Regions from separate parts of the Triticum aestivum genome. Here region 2 is linked to region 1. Evidence: chromatin contacts called from public Hi-C data. All regions are on one chromosome and are shown on one strand. The core of a region is the stretch at or near the end of the contact, and the rest is flanking DNA. Distances in the headings are between cores, read along the strand shown. Region 1 holds the start of LOC123167709. Region 2 holds the start of LOC123166326 (protein NRT1/ PTR FAMILY 4.6).

The links. Hi-C and Micro-C count contacts between places; a contact is called where the count stands out from the background.
Region 2: a Hi-C map of leaf shows a contact between it and region 1, with 2.8 times the contacts expected there. The contact joins the promoter of LOC123166326 here to the promoter of LOC123167709 in region 1. A contact is called at or near these places in 4 of 5 Hi-C or Micro-C datasets (leaf and root) and 1 of 1 datasets of contacts at active chromatin or transcription factors (leaf).

What each region holds. Positions count from the first base shown.
Region 1 is chr7D:462,515,011-462,522,559 of IWGSC CS RefSeq v2.1, reverse strand. LOC123167709 reads left to right here and starts at 3,774. Exons shown (of 9, transcript XM_044585567.1): 1 at 3,774-4,217; 2 at 5,003-5,054; 3 at 6,205-6,278; 4 at 6,400-6,489; 5 at 7,073-7,216. The coding sequence starts at 4,090.
Region 2 is chr7D:462,655,844-462,663,029 of IWGSC CS RefSeq v2.1, reverse strand. LOC123166326 (protein NRT1/ PTR FAMILY 4.6) reads right to left here and starts at 4,928. Exons shown (of 4, transcript XM_044584112.1): 1 at 4,768-4,928; 2 at 4,576-4,684; 3 at 3,023-3,240. The coding sequence starts at 4,785.

The sequences.
Region 1 (7,549 bases), core at 2,525-5,024:
AGGTGAAAACCAAAACTAAAGAAAATCCAGCATAGAAAACTGGAGGGAACATGTTCCCTCCAAGATTTTCAAGGATGGGTATGCGTCCCGCACCGATTGGCCTCTATTTTGGTACTGTATGTTCCACATATGATTTTGACAATATGATTTGCTTTCGACAATACCATCAATTTTATATGGGCTTTGTGATGTTCTAAATCATCACATTTGGGGCTCTAATTATACTTTTATCGACGTGGGACACCCATTTGGACATCTGTCTTGCACGAGTTCTCCTCGTCCGTGCCTTCAACGCGCGGTAAACAATCCTGGCGTTCATGCCTCGCTAGTTGGGCTTGGCCCAACAAAGACGACGCGGCCGGATCATAGACTCGCATGTATCTTTGGTCGGTCAATGTTTGAATTTTGTGAAATAATAAATCTAATTTTAAAAAACATACATAAAAGAAACAAAATGGGAAAAAATCATGGTTTGAAAAAAGTTCATAGATTTGCTATAAAAATAATCACGGACATGAACAATTTCAATTTTTTTTTAAAAAATCATGAATATGCAAAAAGTTCATGAATGTTGGGAAAACTTTGTGGATTTTGAAAAATATTCACAGATTTGAATTCATGCGTTTGAAAAAAATTTCACAGGTTTTGAAAAAACAAATCATGAATTAAAAAACATTCCCGAGTTTGAGAAAGTTAATGCAGTTGAAAAATGTTCATGGATATTAAAATTTTGATTACTTTATTTTTTTCAAGAATTTGAAAAAAACTTAATGATTTTGATTTGTTTATTTTCACGAATTTGAACAGAAAATCACCTTATGATTCGAAGAATCATCCCGCTGTCCTATATTTAGTGGCTAAATGAAACATTTTTTTGATGTTATAGAAAACCCCCTGCCCTTTCAGGTAATTAACCCATAGTTCACTTTTAAGTGACAAAACGAATCGTGTTTTGCATTCTTACTGAAAACACCATGTATTTTCTGATAATTAACCCGTAGTCCACCTAGAACAATGTTTTTTTGAAATATCCATATCTTGTAAACCATAACTTCATTTTAACATGTTATATGTGAAATCTGATTAGAAAAATTTGTAGAATTTGAATATGATGCTATTTTACCTCTTAACCATTTTTAAAATGCTATTTAGAGTGCAAACTTAATCAATAGCGCACGATCTGTCTTTGTTTCATACCGGCACCAATCTGGATTGCAAATGAACACCTAGACAAACAAATTGGAGACAAAAGAAACATAGCCAGGAAAAAAAATCTCATCTCATGCCAAGAGAGAGAGATGGCTTAGGATTAATTAATTCAAATGCGTTGTGATTCTATAAGCACTATGGTCATCATATGCGAGAATGGGATGACGGGCAAACGATAACACATATGTGAGTTTATGTTGAAATAAAAAACATGGACCTATTGGGGTCTTGACTCATAATTATTGGGTTACGGGCATGTGATATCTTTTTCTCCTGTTGCAACGCACATGCTCTTTTGCTAGTAGAGGTAAAACGGTAGAAAAGACAGGGCCCATGAATGTTAGTAGGCCTGACTCATTTAGTGGTATTTTTTATTTTTGGAGTTGGTGTTCTGTGACAGTTTGTTTTTCCTTTCTCGTGGTTTTTGTCTGCTTTATTTTTATTTAGGTGTTTCTGACCTCTTTTTGTTTCTTATTCCTTATTTTGAGCTTCATTTTTTATTTTTATTTTTCATATTTAATGTCTTCTTATGTCATGAACGTTCCAAGGATTTTAAAGTTAGTGAGCATTTTTGAAAATCAATTTTCTAAAACTCCTCAACCTTCTTAAAATTCATGAACATTTCTTACATGCATGAACCTTTTTTGAAAGAACATTTCAAAAATAATTTGAATAATATTTATGGTTCAAAATGAATTGTATAAATTTGCTAACATTTTGTAAATTATCAAACATTTTCAATAATCCGTCAACATTTTTTTATAATTCATGACTGTTTTGCTGGTTTCTTTTGGTTCAGCCGCTTGGACAGAGCATACAATTACAACACTTCAAAAATGTTCATAAATTTCGAAAAGATGTTTCCTATCTTTATAATGTTCACAAGTTCTAAAAATATTTTTGGGCCCAAAAAAGAAATTTGAACTCTAAAAATGTTTGTGAATTCAAAAAATATTCACAGATTCAATAAATGTCAGTTGTTCAGAAAATGTTTATGAATTTTTAAAAAAGTGCGCAAATTAAATAAAAGCTTGTGAATTTAAAACATGTTCATGAATTAAACGAACGTTAATGAATTTGAAAAATTGTTTACGAAATCCATAAATATTCATGACTTTGTCAGTATGTGTGAAGTTCAACAAAAAAATCATGAATTCATAAAATGTTTGAAATTTCAAACAATGTTCACAGATTCAGAAAAGAATCTTGAATTTGAATAATATTTTGGGGAATCCAAAAAAATATTTGCGAATTCAAAAAATGTTCGACGCGTTGGGCCGTTCATATGCTGCGGGAGTGCACTTGGAGGTCTTCGTTTGCAGTGTATCTGACACATTACGTCCGGAGTAGGGTCCACCTAGAAGCTCATATGTGTGATGCTTTTTTTTGAGAAAAATATGTCTACATTTCGCACAAGGTGTTTGGGTGGGCCAACCCATTTAGTGCTCAACACGGTAACTAATGTTTTTTCTTCCCTTTCCCATTTTTTTACTCTTGGTATGTTTTTAGTTTTAGTTTTCAAAATACATGACAATTATTTATGTGAAAAAACCATAATTTTTGGAAGAACTTGTTTTTTTAGAAAGATTACATTTTTTTAAATATTATTTAAAGATGTGAACAATTTTTTAGGAAACCTAAACATTTAAAATAACTTCTTTTTGAGATTTCAGTTTTTTATTGTGAACAATTTTAAATTTAGAAGAAAAAAGGGGAAAAGGAGAAATGAAAATAAGAAAAAAGAAAACCGGTGAAAATAACAAATACTAGACCCCATAGATTCGCAATGATGGGGGGCATTTGCAAACCTTTTTTCTGTCAGTTTCTTCAGAGATGCATGACCATTTCTTCAGAGATGTATTGTATATCTCTTCTCTTCTTATCTTATATCTTATATCTTATACTACTTAAAAAGAACGTAAGGTTCCCATTTCACCTTTCTTCCCACCACCCCTTTGTCCAACCTTTCATCTATATGATAATCAATCACCTTAATTTACTTACCTTCTGAACCAATTTTATTTTAATTTACTTACCAAACTTCTAATCAAAATATAAGGCAATTCACGGTCAGAATTTGATAAACATTTATTTACACAATCGCATTATTATTGACAGGTTAATCACAAGCTAACGTAGTAGAATATTTATATCATGTTGCAACCCACATGAATTGTTCTAGTAAGTTAAAAAAAGATGTATTGTATGACAGTTTGTGAAAGAAGGAAATTTTGCGGCAAAAAGGGGAAGAAATTGCCATCTGCTACCACCTAAAAATGCCATCAAAAACTCATAAAGAAATGCCATAAAAACGTTCGATTGCCATCCCCTTCGCAGTTAGTTTTCCGATAGAAAACTTGCAAATCTGAAAAACTGGACAATTTTTGATAAACTGGACAACAAGCTTTGTTGTAGAACCGAGAAAACCGGAGTAGCTAATTGGGCCTGGCGCATATCCCGTGCTTTTTCCCTCCACAATCGTGGTCGCAGTCGCAGAGAGCGACACATGATTCGCCGTAGAGTTTTGTCGAAAAGGAAAAAAAGGATTCGCCGTAGAATAGGCATGCACGTCTCAATTCCTTCGCCGACCAGCGCCGGAATCCGGTGGCAACCTCCGCTGCTCCTCCTCCCCCTCCTCTTCACCAGCCAGTCTCCATACGCGACCCCCTCGCCTCACCAAGTCGCAAACGGCGGCGGCGTGCGCGCCCTACGTGGCCTCACCTCCGCCACCGCTTCCGCCTCACCGACGTGTCAGCATCTCGTCCACAGTACCCGCCTGGACGATTGGCAATTCCTCCTCCTACTTGTCTGTCTTCGCCCCAGCTCTTCCACCAAACTCCGTGCCCTCTTCGTCTCGCACTGAGCTCCTTGCGCGCGAACATGGCGGCGTTAGGTACCCTGGTCGTGTACAGGACGGTGTTCGCGGCGCTCGGCTGCCTCATGGTGGGCACCCTGGTGTACACCTGCATCACCGACGGCTCGCCGTTTCGCGCCGAGCTGCTGACTCCGTGAGTAACTGTTCTTTCTTTTCGCCGTTGAAGAGGATTATATGCTGATTGCTGCGGTGAATTTTGGAAAACGTCTCATTCCGCTGTGCACCCTTGTGGATCGGTAGGAAGCTGCTACACATTTTTTTGGGGGTCTGAATACGATACGAGTACGTTAAAATTCCCCTGATGAGGATCGTTGGTTCTAATACAGCATAACTTGCCTTAGGTAGTTAGGTGTGATTAATTAGCAACATTTGTAGCACTCGCAAAGTATATAATCGCAAAAAAAAAAAAGCACTCGCAAAGTTAATGTTCAGTTATGAACTTTGATTTGCTCATGAATTCAGTTACCATCTTAGCTGTAAGAAAGGCATAAACCTTATGTATCTTTGCAAGCATTTAGCTGTAAGATGTTGCTTATATCTGGATTTAGTTATGTGTGTTGAATTAGTAAGGTGGTATGGCATGGGGACTCGGGCTTGGTCAACATTCCTGCAGGTTTAGGTATCTCCTGAGAAATGCTACTCTTTAGATACACATGTTGAATAGTGTTGTAGGCAGTGTGCTCTTCAGAGGGAGCTGATACTTTTTGAGCCTCAGGCTTGGTTTACATTGATGCAGATTTAGGTAGCTCCTGAGAAATGCTACTCCTTAGATACACATGTTGAATAGTGTTGTAGGCAGTGTGCTCTTGAGAGAACTGATACTTTTTTAGCCAGTGAATTATGCATTGCATCAGAGTATGAATCTTATATGTTTTCAAATGATTTTCACTTGAAAATAGTAATTCTTACTGTGTGCAGGTGGATGGTGACAACACTGATTGATTTTTATGTAAATATGGCAGCAATTTCGGTAAATCCTCTATCTCTGTATATCTGTTTCCACATTGCTAAGCAATTAGTTTATTCAGATGCTATTTACATAAAGCCTGTGATGTTTAGAATATTTGATAGTACAACAGGTGAAACACATTTTCCAAGAGTGGACTACCATGTAGCTACCAGTTCTTTTTCTTTACTATCGGCTTTTGAATAAATAGAACTATCGGAAAAATACATTATGTCGTTCATAAGATTCTTTGTGCCAGACATATTTTCCCACAAGTTTCTATCGATTCATCGTGTTTGCCTCTGCTTCGATTCATTGTGTTTTCCTTTGCATCTGCATGAAAATATTTTCTGTAAGTTTTCAAATGTGGTGCCATATCTGTAACTGCATTGCCTTTTTTTGGCCCAAATGTTAATGATTATACATGGGTTGCAACTAAGAGATGAAAATAAATAGTACCTCCTCTGCATCACTCTGTCTTAATTAATGGTATCCTTGACACACTGTTTGGACATGGCACAGATTCGTATTGATCCTTAGATCCTTATGTCATATATATTACCAAGAGGACGACATGTTTGCATGGCTTTGTCGAGAAAAGAGACTAGAGATTGGGATGTCCATGAACTTAATGTTTCTTTTTGTTGATATATATGACAGCCTTTATATAAGAGTGCCCAAACAATTTAAGTAATTAATATATAAAATATCCAATTAATAAAGCTAAGAATAATCGCAGCTACGAGATGAGATGTGCAGTCTACCTAACTAACTTGCTAACTCACTAACCAAGCTAGGAGACATATTGTTAAAAAAAGAAGAAGCTAGGAGACATTCTTCTATAATCGTGTTTGCATCAATTCCTGCCTGCGCACGAAGTAGTAAATTGTCAAAGCCAGTATTTTTTTTTCAAACTAACTATTCCGCTTGATTCAAACGCAGAATTTCCAGAGTCCATCTTTTATATATGTAAACTTAAGGTGTTGCTAACATATCCAATCAATGCATCGAAACACATTCCTCGCGTTTTCTGAAAAAGGATGCTTGGTTCTGCAGGAATTGAGCACTAGAATGTTGGCTTAGTTTTGCTATCTGTCTACAGAATGTGGACATAAACACTCTTTTTCAACTTTGACTCGAGATTGAACTGTTTCTTTCATTTATGGTCTTTCAGACTTGGGTTGTCTACAAGGAAGGAAATTGGATTAGTTCTATCTTCTGGGTAGTACTGTTGATTTGTCTTGGCAGGTATTCTTTTCTGCAAATAATTTATTATCCTCTTGATTTATCATGGCTTGTTCACAGTTCTGTTTGACTGGAGGTGTTCTATTCCACTTAATGTGACGATTTTTTTCTTTCACTTTTTCAGTGCCACTACATGTGCTTATATTGTTAGCAAGTTATTTGAGATAACATCTTCAGGGCTTTCCCAAAATCCACTTGATCTTTTGCTGCTCAGGTATATAATCAAATTATTTTCCATTATATGCAGGGTACTGATTCATTCCGATCAACTATTTTCTTGACATCATAATAGAGGATTTAATAACTGCAACTATGAAAAGAACTGCATTATTCAATACAACATTTTATCAAATAATTCAATTTTAGCTTTGATGGTATTCCTTTGAATCATGGATTATTTATAGTTATTCTGTTTATTTTGTTTGCATTAGTCAATTCTTATGCCATTATTGTACACTATGATGATACTTTCTGAGCTCTTGTACTTATTCCGAACTTCTAGTTCCTTGTTCTTGCACATAAAGGAATACTAATAAATTATGTCAAAAAGACAGCTTTGCCACATTAAATGAGTACTTTTGTGTTATCTGAACAAACTGAGAATCTGGAGTCATCTTGTTGGTCCAATGCCTGTAAAATTCTAGTGTGTCAGTACTTTTCACTACATGAATAGTGAGGAATGAAGATGACTGCACTATGGCACTTCAAGATGAAATGAAAAGAAACAAATTTTAGCTCTTCTATTTCCTGCTGACGCTTATCTCAAACTTAAATGGATTAGACATCTCTTTTTTCAGGCAAGATAATCTACCCGAAAGGAAGTGTTCTTTTGTCGTCATCGGGAGAACTATTTTCAGCATTTTGGGCATACTCATGGCTGCACTTGTCACGTATACTGTCATTACAGATGGATTGCCTTTCAGGAAGGATTTGTTGACACCGTAAGTGAATACATTCATAATTCGCATTCGTCAGTTTCTTAGAACTATCGTTTTGAAGTACTGTCTGTCCAGGTAGATGTAGCAGATAAAAGACTAAAGGTAGCAATCAGATACTAGACTAAAGAACCTTAGAATAGACAAAAACGCTAGATAGTTTCGAAACATAAAGTAAGCATGAGATATGGGAATCGTGCTAGAAGCCATCTATGCTGAAGTTGCAATTAAGAGTTAATTTTAATGATCACGTCCATGAGTGCCTAGCTGTGTTACTCAGTAAGTTGTAACACAGTAGTACTTGGCACTCACCATAGTTGTGGACAAGACTAGGAGTCC
Region 2 (7,186 bases), core at 3,679-6,178, 140 kb before region 1:
TGCTTTGGACATGCGATCTGCTTGACTACTTAGTATAGTTAGTACCACTACGAGGAGTACGGTAGATGGTCAACTGGTTATAATTAGCCCATCACAGCACCAAACAAGTGGCAACTGGAGAGGTAATTTGATGGCAGCCACCCACATGCTCCCCTCTGGGTTCCTTTCGTGCAGGCATGAATCATGGACCGTACGCCAACAAGTGCTCCATCCGGGGTCTGGTAGTAGAGAGCACCAAACTCCAGAGTTCCGGAGACGAGGGCCGACGCGGCACGCACGCACGCACGTACGGTCGCTCTCTCCGTTTGGTCCCGGCCCGACCCTCCGGCCAAACCACCACCACCCTCCAGGTACCCCCCGGCCATCACCGGACGAGGAGGAGGCTGGGGTCCCCCCGCACCGGGCCTTCCGGCCATGTACGTATGTGACTGACACCGATACGAGAGAGGCCAGCACGGGCGTCCGATGATACGCTACGTGCGCGTCGGTTAGCCAGCCCCACCCACGCCCAGCGATGATCGATACGCCGGCCAACAACGTGGTTGGCGCGCGCGGCAACTTGCGCCTGGCCGGTGCCGCAACGATCTTGTCGTTGCCCGGCCGGGCCGTTGGGGTGCGCTGCTCAAGAGGGCTCTCCTGAAATCCGTCCACGAACACCCGGCGGGTCAACTTGCCCTCGCGGGTCGCCAGTGACAAAATTATGGCTAGATAATCTACACCTAGTGTTTGTTTGTTTATTGTATGTATCTCCTGACTCTAGTCCTAGCTTGTGCCCGTGCAGTGGGCTACAACTAACTACGCTTCGATTAAGCGAGGTCAAGATAAGCAGATGCTTGATACGTGAGACAGTGAGGTCACGAAGGATCGCGTGCCCGCCTATCTCTCCTACCGGCCCATGCCCCATGCGGCCATGCCCATTCTCTTGGCTATCGATCGGCTGATTCCATTTCCAACAACAACAACAACAACAAAAAGGGTCCAACGGGTGTAGACGGACAGATGCCACGGCTCAGAGACCCGCAAGTGCTTTGGCATATGGTGGTGGCCAAGGATTAGTCCAATCGTGTCGTGGCATCATCGCGCACACAAGCAAGGCAAAGAAGATCTTGTACGATCGATGGTAGTAACCCAGGGATCGGGTCAGGCGAGTGGTGCGTGCCTGACGGGACGGTCAGGGCGGCGGCGGATTGGCCAGGCGGCCACCAGAACGAGATCGCGCGCACACACCGGGCGGGCGCCACGGAATCGGATTGCCTGTCGCCCCGGGGGGTTGTTCGGACGGGCCCGCGCCCCGCGACGGCGACGTGATCGGAAAGTGTGGCGCCGCAGGGTGGGCGTCTTTGTTCGCTTGCGGCCGCCAAATTAGTTGGTTAGTGTTTTTTTTCAGAACAGGGTAATAGGATTTGCTCTTTGCACATAGTACTACGTACTGCATCAGTCTCAGATCGCAGGCTTACGATGTGGCGATCCTGTGTCGCAATCTTATGTGATTAAGTGCGTGTGATAAATTTGGCAAAGTAGGTTAACAGAACATTAGAAAAGTTGGCTCGGCACTGTAAGCAATGGAGTCTTTTGTCCTTTGAAACGAAGGCTTTAGCTGCTTCTTTTGCATGCTTTGCTTGCTATCATGATTGGACAGACCAAACCAAATGTGCGTCGACACAACTGGACCATGGAAGCATGCCCTGTGTCGAACGGTTACTTGATGCAAAACGACCGCGCATAGCGACCGTTCTAATCGTTGTCTCGAGCACAGTTATGTTCCACTTGCATCGCCTGCCCACGCAGTCCACCACTCACGTCCCTGTACCCTCTACGTCGTACACACCCGCATCCATCACGCACGCCAGTAAACGACGCACGTTTTTACACGCCGGTCGTAGCGAAAAGTCTCCTGACGGCCCACAGGTCAGGGTCTCGGGGTGACGTAGTAACACAGCGACTAAGAGAAAACCGCAACATGGATATTGTATTGTTGCCTCGCCGTCACCAGACCACGACCAATTTAATCCCGGCATGGCTAAGCCAAATCAAGCCCATCACGGCCTGCCCTCGACGTATTGTATATATAGCCTAGTGCATGCTGTCACAGTACGAAGGACGTGATTAGCTAATACTCCTACACTATCACACTACGTAGTTCCCTTTGACCCAGGCAATCTGATCGATCCTGCCCATCCATGCGAATAAAGTTGATGGCTACAATTAATCATTGGCCTCTCATTTCCCCTGACCACTACTAACCCAGATCGCAGGGAAACTACGTGCTCCAGTTGATCCATCTGTGGCGCTCCGTGTAGGGCCGGGTCTCTATATAATTTTAACAGCGAAGATCCCAGACCAAACGGATCCGTGAAGTGCGCCTATATATGCAACACATGCACCACATGTCGAGGATCAAAATCGGGGTTATCATTTGACGTGACCGGCTATTAAAGCTCGCCACTGTGGTTATCTCCGGACATGTGTCGCCTCTCCAACGTAGCTTGTGTTTAGTGCTCGGATCCATCATCCATCATGGCTTCATTTCATTATTAATTGATTATTAGTGCGATCCTTTCGGCAGCTTACGGAGAGATTCTAGTCTAGCTAAACGGTCAGACATGCATGTCGTACGACGTGTACACAACCGGCCAGGGCGAAAAAGGAAAAGTGAAAAGTCAATTCGGCGACGTGGCGGCACAGCTGGACAGAATATTCCGGTGTATATCTGCCAGCTCGGAGATATGATAAGGACAATATTAACTATATCTACGTATATCCGGACACGTCGATCTACCACCATGATCTATGATAGATAGCCTACAAGAGTTTTTTTCTTCTCAATATTAATTGTAGGAATATCTACGTATATCCAGAAACGTCGATCTACCACGTACGATGAGTCTATTATAGCCTACGCAAGTGTTTTCTTGTCAGTGCATGCATGCATGATGGGAATTCATCAGCAAAAACGGACCGGCCAGGCAACAAGTATTACTGCAAAATTTAGATATTTCGGCGGGGGTGCGTGCGTGCGTACCATGAACTCGACGAAGGCGCTGATGAGGTAGACGGCGTAGGTGGTGCAGACGGCGTCGGAGAGGAAGCCGCCGAAGAGGCCGAGCAGGAAGGCCGTGCCCATGAAGTTGGTCACCGTGGTGGCTGACTGCGCCGGCGAGTAGTGCATGGACTTCATCAGGTACGTCACCAGGTTGCTCGCGTTCGCCAGGAACGCCAGGTTCTCAAGCACCTCCGCAACTGCACGCACACAGCAACAATACTGTTATTAACGATCATAACCTCTGCTGCATATACTTTTTGATCCTGTTCAGATTAACCACTAGATTACAACCAGTTAAGGAGCTAGACCAAATCTGAGCGAAAGAAAAGATATGAACGTATGGTGAAAAACAATTCACAAGTTGGTTCAAAGATATTTTGTGTGTGTGTGCGCGCGCGCGCGCGCGCAAAATTGGCATATGTAAGCTGCAGCCGCAGCATGTGCGGTAATAACTGACATAACGCCCGCATTACATGGGTGGCTTTCCCGGCGCGGGCCGGCCAATCTGCTCGCCGTTACCGCCTTGCGATTCGTGCCAGTTTTTAATGCGCCCGTTTTCGGACGGCCCGCGTCCCGCTCGGGGCGGGCGGGCAGGCGGGTAAAAAGCGAGGCCAAAAAAAATAATAGGAAAGTCTTTTTGACGCCATCATGGCTTCGTCCTCAACCACCAAAGCGAGAAACAGAGGCCACTCTAGCTCACAGGCCGGCTAGCTTCTCCTCTCCTCCACACACGCGAGAGGCAATGGAGGGCCCGCTCGTTTTCTTTCTCGGAACCAGGTCGCATCGTACGGGAGGCTTCTAGAACGGCGGGCGGGAGAGGGAGGGAGAGAGAGATCGCCGTCCCGGCACAGTGACGGCACTGGGGCCATCGGTTGCATTGGAGAGCTTGGATTCGAAGGCTCGTGCAAAAGCGCCATGAACTGTAGCTCGGCGCAAGTTGTGTCTGCCCTCTTGGCATGCAACTTGGCGGCAGGTAAAGGTGCCCAATTCCTGCCCAAGTTGCACGAACCCGGGAAACGGATGGAAACGCACGGCCTGCGAAAGCAAGAAATCAGGGGAGGAGGAGGAGGAAAGGGAGGTGAGGGAAATGGAAATAGATGGAGCCCCAGCAAGAAGGGAGGGATCAGGTGGGGCGGCGGAGAGGGAAGGCTATGGAGCACTACATGCCCGAAAGCGGGCAGATCAGATAGGGAAAGGGCGCAGGTCCGATCAAGAAAGGAAGGGGACGAAAGGGAAGGTGCGTGCGGTGGCTTTCAGGGTTGAGAAAGAGATGGCCGGCGGGGAGCGGAGGGGAGGATGGACCATGAGTCCATGATGCTTGATGCATGCCCGCGGCGCAGATATGCAGGGGCCAGGGGGTATCCTATTCCCGCTTGTGCTCCGTCTCCTTTCCCGCTCCGGTCGGTCCCCTGCGTCGCCCTCTGTCTGCCTCCCGGCTCGGCCGAGAGGGTTCTGGAAGAGCCTAGAAGGTGTTGAGGAGCATGCATCGCTGCGTGATCGAGAGAGGGAGGGAGGGAGTCGAGTTTACTTACCCAGCACGAAGGAGGCGGCGACCATGCCGCCGTGCCGGCCCTTCACCGCCGGCCGGCTCCTCCAGTCCACGTACCCCTCCCACCGCTCCACCTCCCGCGCTCCGTCCTCCTGCACACACACACACAAGACCCGGCAGATCAACACCGACAGCAACGGAACAAGAACTGCCATGGATCGATCGGTCGACTCACCATGGCGCCGCCCACCATCAAGCCGCGGCGTGTGTGTGTGAACTCTCAAGGTCTGAAACTCTGAACTGCTGGACGAACAGAGGAGGCCGTTCAGGAAGACTCGGGCTCAGGGGAGCGCCGTGTGTTGTGTGTGACTGCCTGGCTGACGGGGGAGGAGGGGCATGGTGGCGTATTTAAAAGTGCGTGCGGACGGGGGAGAGAGCGGGTGGCTGGCTGCGCCGCTGGTGCCGGAGGGGCAGAACGGTAAAACGGCGGCCCACAGGGGCGGTTGACGGGGACTCGAGGGCACGCAGACACGTCCATCTCATCAGCATGCCCCTCTTCCTCCTCCTCCTGCGCGACGCAATATTGTCTTCTTCTCGTGCCGCACGTTTTCCTATTTTCGTTTTCTCGTTTCCATTTTTCATTATTATTTCTTGGTCAGATTACGTTACTAATTTCATTAATGGGGTGAATTTATAGGGATTATCTGGATTGATACGGCGTAGTATATCCAGCTGTATTCGGTGGATTTGTAAATGAGCACGTGCTGGGATGTATTGTGCCTGACCATTTCAGTCAACTGGATTTGAACGAGCTTGAGGCTGGATGTGTGCACAAATAAGATTTGTCTTTTTTTTTTGGTCTTGGAGATAAGCAAAGATTACATGTATCCAGCAGCGTTTCTTACAACTGATGCGTATCTATTAGTTAATTATAGGTGATCATTAAACCAGGAGTAAACACCTGCAAAAATAGTGCTGGCAGCCCGAGATATGGCTGTGCATTTCCATTGCGTGAACGTATCAACTTTCCCTTTCCCTTCCCGTTGGCCCTGCGTATCCTCGGATGCAGAGGATTTGGAAGGCCTTTCTTCCTTTCTATTATCATTAGTGAGTAACAATATTGCCTTTCTATATTCCTCTTCAATCAATCAAATAAATAAATAAAACATGATGCACCCGTGTTCTATTCCATCAATTCATCGCTATCACTATTGATGGTGCTCCAAGCAGTCAGCCGCCGGAACTGAACAGGATCATCAAGGACGGCGTTCGCTCGTAAACGACCTACTCCCTCCGTCCTGAAATACTTGTCGGAGAAATTGATAAAAATGAATGTATTAGAACTAAAATACGACTAGATACATCCATTTCTCCGACAAATATTTCCGGATGGAGAGAGTACTTTGAAAGTCCCCGACATGCTTTGTCAAGCGCACAGTGAGCAAGTGCTAGCCACTGATAAGGAGCACGTTTTTCTATTTTCATTTTCTCATTTCCATTTTTCATTATTATTTCTTTGTCAGCTTCAGTTACTAATAATGGTGCATTTATAGGGATTATCTGGACTGATATGGTGTATATCCAGCTGTATTCAGTGAATTTGTAAATGAACACCTGCAGGGATGCATCGTGTCTGACCATTTCAGTAAACTGAATTTGGACGCGTTTTAGGCTGGATGTGTGCACTAACAAGATTAGTCTGGTCTTTCTTTCGATATTGGAGATAAAGCCGAGCATACGTGTGTCGATCGGTGCTTCTTATCACTGATGCGTATCCATTAGTTTCTTTGTTTTGTTTTTTGAAACTGATGCGTATCCATTAGTTTTTGTTTTGATAAAAGAAGGGCTTCACCCCTTTCGATTTTCATTAATGAAAACCCAAGCATCCATCCCTAGACAAACTACGACATAGTTCAACAAAAGATAAAAACCGCTACCATGCCCCCCCCCTCCCAGCCAGGAAGAAAGGGGCAACTAATAGGCCACCACAATCTCAGATAGTCTTCAATACACGCCCAACATACCAGCTAAATTCTGCAGATCTTACAAATCTCCAAAAGACAAATTACTAAAGCAGAGAAAGCAAAGCTAAGGGACAGCAGCTTCATCAGGTAGCAGGAGTTTTTTTCATCCTTCCAGCCTCGCAACGTTGATCCTCCACCCTTGAGATGCTGCATACACTTCACTTGCTACTCGTTCTAGCAGTTTTGCTCCCATCGCCAGTACCTTTTTTGCGTATCCACTAGTTAATTAGGTGGTGATCATTTAACCCAGATTTTTTTCGATAATCAGGGGATCACACTCGGCTCCATTTCATATAGAAAGAAACCTTCAGCGTACAAGTTCATACAGGACCAAGATAAAACAAAACCAGACACATGAAGAGAAACACCTCTCCGCCTACTACTGCTCCAAATTATTACAAACCAGCTAAAAGAAACTCAGGCCCAATGATCAGGACAGCTCGAAAGAACCCATAACAAGTGAGAAGCAGGGGTACGCATCTGCACACTAGTCCAAAACATGCGAGACTGCTCTAGCAGGATAGAGGCTCCCACCCGATGCTGACCACGTGAATGCTATCAGCTTCCTCCGGGTGTTGCAGTTGGTATTCAAGGGTAGTCTTCCCTCCATGAGCAGCTTTTCCCACCGCC